Regions from separate parts of the Pan troglodytes genome. Here region 1 is linked to region 2. Evidence: chromatin contacts called from public Hi-C data. All regions are on one chromosome and are shown on one strand. Each heading gives the region's core, a stretch centred on a gene start, on an enhancer-like site or on the middle of the called end of the contact. The rest is flanking DNA. Distances are from core to core; before and after follow the strand shown. Region 1 has its middle 120 kb from the start of LDLRAD3. Region 2 holds the start of FJX1 (four-jointed box kinase 1).

Evidence for each region. Hi-C and Micro-C count contacts between places; a contact is called where the count stands out from the background.
Region 1: a contact with region 2 is called in a Hi-C map of stem cell-derived neural progenitor cells, with 7 times the contacts expected there. The contact joins the enhancer-like site here to the promoter of FJX1 in region 2. A contact is called at or near these places in 4 of 7 Hi-C or Micro-C datasets (blood, induced pluripotent stem cells and stem cell-derived neural progenitor cells), 1 of 1 datasets of contacts at active chromatin or transcription factors (stem cell-derived excitatory neurons) and 1 of 1 other capture datasets (stem cell-derived neural stem cells).

Annotation. Positions count from the first base shown.
Region 1 is chr9:39,831,455-39,834,366 of NHGRI_mPanTro3-v2.0_pri, forward strand. No RefSeq gene overlaps it. Among named protein-coding and RNA genes, the nearest start is that of LDLRAD3, 120 kb to the right of the region's middle. Within about 2 kb of position 1,482, at least 11 of the 24 cell types and tissues checked have an H3K27ac peak or open chromatin away from gene starts, as enhancers often do. A contact at or near this core is called in induced pluripotent stem cells, stem cell-derived neural progenitor cells and stem cell-derived neural stem cells, where this site is marked.
Region 2 is chr9:39,628,021-39,630,720 of NHGRI_mPanTro3-v2.0_pri, forward strand. It overlaps FJX1 (four-jointed box kinase 1), which reads left to right and starts at 1,252. Exons shown (of 1, transcript XM_508371.7): 1 at 1,252-2,700. The coding sequence starts at 1,546.

The DNA of each region.
Region 1 (2,912 bases), core at 232-2,731, 200 kb after region 2:
AGAAATCTCCCTGAAAGAAATGTGACATAGGTACAAAGCTTTTTGCATAAGAATGATCATGTAGCATTGCTTTTAAGGGCAAAAAATGTGGTAATGACGTCAGTATTCATTAACAGGGGACGGGCTAAGTGTCTGAGGATCTGTCCTTGTAGAAGAACACTCTCCAGAAAATCAAGGGTAGGTTTGTCTCTGCTGACTCAGCCCAGCAAACAGTGCTTCCGAAAATCACTGAGGCCTCCAAGTTCAGATTGGGAATCACAACTTTCCTTCCTGCAATCACAGAACATTCTCTGGGAAGCTAATCAGGATGACTTTTCTTTAACTGGGAAGAGTGGATTTGTGTCACTCCAGCCAAACTCTGAAGAGGCACAAGCCCTAATGAGGAAGAGATCAAGGAACATTGTTGAACGATACCCTGGTTCTCAGTATAATCCCATCTCACGACTGTGACCTTCAAGTCATAGGGCCAGTAGAGTAGGTCAAATGAGTTAAAACCCTAACTTTTGGACTTTGATAACCTTCCTTAGAGCTCTCTACTGTGAGAAGAAAAGGTCATCTGCTAGGCCATGTTCAAGCAAAGAAAAGTGGGATTTTTCCCATCTCTCATGATTCCCCAATCCCAATCCTTTAGGGTTTACCTATTCATGTTAACCAAAAACACTGAGTTGGAAGTGGAGCCAAGCCCCTTACCACTTTACCACTCCCTAACCTCATTCCTGTTATGTCTGATTTCTACCAAACAGGAGCATTAACCGAGATCCCTTTCCCCAAAACAAAAGCTTTGCCCATTTGAGGCTCTTGTTTTGTTTGGGCCCTTCTTGCTATCCTTCTCTTGTTCTGCGCTTCGTTTTCTCTGGGCCCCATTCATTCCAGTTTCACGAGAGAAGAGGAGAAAGTACAGACCACAAGAAGGAAAAGTATTGTAATTCTGGTTGCTTTTTTACCCACAGATGACGACTCCTATTGTAGCAGCCGCATCACGTGTATCATTGAGCGCTCCATCGTGCCCTTGACCCTTCCTAGTCCCGGCTCCTTGTCTTGGAGCAACAAAATGAAAAAGCTGAAGGCCAGGCGTGGTGGCTCACGCCTCTAATTCCAACACTTTGGGAGGCTGAGGTGGGTGAATCACTTGAGGCCAGGGGTTGGAGACCAGCCTGGCCAACATGGTGAAACCCCGTCTGTACTAAAAATACAAAAATTAGCTGGGCATGGTGGTTTATGCCTGTAATCCCAGCTACTCGGTAGGTGGAGGCATGAGAATCGCGTGAACCCGGGAGGCGGAGGTTGCAGTGAGCTGAGATCGTGCCACTGCCCCCTCCAGCCTTGGGGACAGAGTGAGACTCTGCCTCAAAAAAAAAAAAAAAAAAAAAAAGCTGAGGCGAACGCCTCTGCGCCCCCTAGAGGTTGGAGAGTGCAACCAACAATGAGTGTGAACACATGGAAAAGCTCAGTGCCAGCCTCCAAGCTGTTAGCAATGAAGAGGGAGCTTGTGGGGCAGGCTGATCCAAGTCCCAACCGCCCTGAAGGGAGATTATAATCCCCAGTTCCTCCTCAAGAACTTCTCCATTGTAAGGCAAATCCCACTTTTCTTCTTGCTCCCATATTGGCACCTAGATATCAAGGGAGGCAAAACCAAATCCTTGGCGTCTCAGCTCTGCTTTTGTAAACCAATTTCCCCACTAATAAGAATTGGAGATTGTGTTTCCCCGTGCAGTGCCAGACCAGGCCAGCAGGGGTCTAACATTAGTTGCTTTTAACCTACAATGACTGGCTCTCCACCGTAGTGGCTGAGTGAGTGAACTTGAAGTGAAGAGCTAATAGCCATGACTGGAGAAAACACGTATAAATAGTGCATCCATTTTTGTAGTAAGACTAAAAACAGTCCAACCCACAGGATATCGATTTTCCTTATCCACAATGAAGTGCTTGGTTTAATACACTTTTCCTGTTTAATCTGAAAATGCATTCATAAATAGAGCTATCTTAATCCAGGATCTTGGACCATCCAGATTTCTGTCTGAAACAGTTCACTAATTGCTGTTTGGTCTCTAAAGAGGATGCCATGAGGACTAAAGATTATATAATAAAAAAGACAATGTCTCAAAAAGCAAATGTCTCCAACTTATAGATGTCATAGTTTTAAAAACAAAAAAACACATGAGTTTAGTATTTCTGGATCATTCTTAAGGTTGGTATTTGAAACTGTAAGCTCAAATCTTTACATTGTCCTTGAATATATTTTCACTGTGGCTATTAATTACAACAATGATTAAATACCTAAAAAACTATTGTACTTTCCAGTTTTCAGTCTTTTTACATACATTATCTCATGTGGTCCTTTAATACAAGAAAAAAATTAGTCTCATTTTATGGCCAATGAAATTGAGGCTCAGAGAGGTAAAGAATGTTGCCTGAGATCACACCACTAGTAGTAGCAGAGCTGGTAATTTTCCATGCCAAATGCAGCAATTAAAGTCCATGGGCATTACAGGACATTTACATATGCAAACATTTATGTAATGCAACCTTATTATGAATGGCATTTTTCAGCAACTAACCTGATTTTACTTATTAATATCTATTTATATCTTGTTGCTATGATAGAATAATCATACTATAATTTCTTTAAATTAACGGAATGCATGCTTTTGATGAAGTGCACATTCCTTCACATAGCCCTCCCTGTTCTATGTTTGGCTCTTTGATGAGATAGCAGGAAGTGGCAAGAATCCAATCTACCCAGATTCAAAAATTCTCCTTATCTTAAACAGGCCACTCTGTCAGAGAAAATGAAACTGTTTTAATCACATAACGACCTGAAGTGCTAGGTACTATTATTTTTCTAGATGAAAGAAGAGGCACAGAGAGGCCAGCTTGCCCAAGTGCAACAACTATAAAGTGCGGGGGCTGAT
Region 2 (2,700 bases), core at 2-2,501:
AGGTAAGGGAGGGCCGACTGGCATCCAAAAGTTTTCCTAGTAAATGTAACCCAGAGGTGGCTGGAAGATGTGTTGGGGTGAAGAGGTTGTTCATTTTGTTTTCTTTGCTCCTTCACCGCCTCCCTCCCCCCCCCCACCACCACCATTTCTTTTTCCCTTAAATCGTAAAAGCAGTAAATCAAATGCAGTATGGGATTGAGGTTTTTTTCCTTTTCATTTGAAAAATCCTTTTAATTGAAAAATCACATTTGGGGAACAAAGTGGTCAAATGACAGTGAATTTCAAACTTGAGAATGCTGACTTGATTAAAAAAGAAATACTGATCTTTCTTAATGGAGGGAAAATCAAGTGCATGCGGCCAGGAGACCTGGGTTTGACTTTTAGCTTCGCCACTTGCTAATTGTGCAATCCTGAGCAACACCCATCCCTTCTCTGTGCCTCAGTTTCCTCATGGACAAAACGGTATCATTTCTTTCGAAAAGTCGTCCCTGACTCCCCTCTCCCCAACACGAGGTTGGATGGCTATAATCTCTCTTAGCAACCTGAGAGTCCCACTGGGATGTAAATTCCAGCAGCACTGGGACCCGGATCTGTGGACTTTGCTTCTGGTAAGCAGAACCAGAACCGAGGGGCAGTCGCTGTGTTGAATGGATCCATGAATGAATGGGAGATGGCCTAGGTGTTCAAGGGGCACGTGCACAGCGAGGCTTCACTCCCTGGGAGTCCCTTGGGAAAGGCAGAGCGGCCAATACTGATTGGTGCTGATGTGCGAGCTCGGAAAAGGGAGTGTCGGTTCAAAGTTGTTGGCTACAGCGGGTTCCTCTTTCCGCTGGAATCACATCCTCTGTGGCTCGGAGACATTCCCAGGGATTTACATAAAGCAGCGTGAATCACCCAGACAGAAACTGAGAAAGCAAAGGGACCCTGCCTGATCCTAGCCTGGCGGAGCTCGGAAAGAGGTGGAAATCTGTCTGAAGTTTGCAGGAGATCCGCGCTGCCTAGGCAAAGGGACCCGGCGACCACGACACCACCGCGAGGGCCCAGGGCGCGTCCCTCCCGCCAGGCCCCAGACTCCGGCTCTGCGCCACCCCCTCCTACGCCCCGGCGCGGGCGCAGCCAGTCCGGCTTCCTCCAGGCCCCTAAGTCCCAGACCGAGTGTGGGGCCGCCTCTCCCTCTCGGAAGGAGCCATCGCCGCTTTAAGTGGAAGAGGAGAGGAAGGGGGCGGGGGAGCGGGGGGCGGGGAGCGGAGGCGGAGGAGGGGGAGGGGGATCCCCCTCGCTCCCACGTGGTCCGGGCGCCTGTGAATCGCGCCCACCGGAGGGTCTCACAGCGAAATACAAAAGCAGCTGGGAAGCGGCGGGGACTCGAGTTCCCAGCGCCGGGCGGAGCGCCGGACAGAGCCCCGCAGCACCCCGCGGCCGCGATGGGGCCGAAGCGCCCGAAGCCTCGGAGCCCACAAACTGCCGGGCCCGCCTCGCCGCCGGGACCCGGGTGCCTGGGCTCGGCTTGAAGCGGCGGCGGCGCACCGGCACAGCCGCGGGAGCATGGGCAGGAGGATGCGGGGCGCCGCCGCCACCGCGGGGCTCTGGCTGCTGGCGCTGGGCTCGCTGCTGGCGATGTGGGGAGGGCTCCTGCCGCCGCGGACCGAGCTGCCCGCCTCCCGGCCGCCCGAAGACCGACTCCCACGGCGCCCGGCCCGGAGCGGCGGCCCCGCGCCCGCGCCTCGCTTCCCTCTGCCCCCGCCCCTGGCGTGGGACGCCCGCGGCGGCTCCCTGAAAACTTTCCGGGCGCTGCTCACCCTGGCGGCCGGCGCGGACGGCCCGCCCCGGCAGTCCCGGAGCGAGCCCAGGTGGCACGTGCCAGCCAGGCGGCCCCGGCCGGAGGAGAGCGCCGCGGTGCACGGGGGCGTCTTCTGGAGCCGCGGCCTGGAAGAGCAGGTGCCCCCGGGCTTTTCGGAGGCCCAGGCGGCGGCGTGGCTGGAGGCGGCTCGCGGCGCCCGGGTGGTGGCCCTGGAGCGCGGGGGTTGCGGGCGCAGCTCCAACCGACTGGCCCGTTTTGCCGACGGCACCCGCGCCTGCGTGCGCTACGGCATCAACCCGGAGCAGATTCAGGGCGAGGCCCTGTCCTACTACCTGGCGCGCCTGCTGGGCCTCCAGCGCCACGTGCCGCCGCTGGCACTGGCTCGGGTGGAGGCTCGGGGCGCGCAGTGGGCGCAGGTGCAGGAGGAGCTGCGCGCTGCTCACTGGACCGAGGGCAGCGTGGTGAGCCTGACACGCTGGCTGCCCAACCTCACGGACGTGGTGGTGCCCGCGCCCTGGCGCTCGGAGGACGGCCGTCTGCGCCCCCTCCGGGATGCCGGGGGTGAGCTGGCCAACCTCAGCCAGGCGGAGCTGGTGGACCTAGTACAATGGACCGACTTAATCCTCTTCGACTACCTGACGGCCAACTTCGACCGGCTCGTAAGCAACCTCTTCAGCCTGCAGTGGGACCCGCGCGTCATGCAGCGTGCCACCAGCAACCTGCACCGCGGTCCGGGCGGGGCGCTGGTCTTTCTGGACAATGAGGCGGGCTTGGTGCACGGCTACCGGGTAGCAGGCATGTGGGACAAGTATAACGAGCCGCTGTTGCAGTCAGTGTGCGTGTTCCGCGAGCGGACCGCGCGGCGCGTCCTGGAGCTGCACCGCGGACAGGACGCCGCG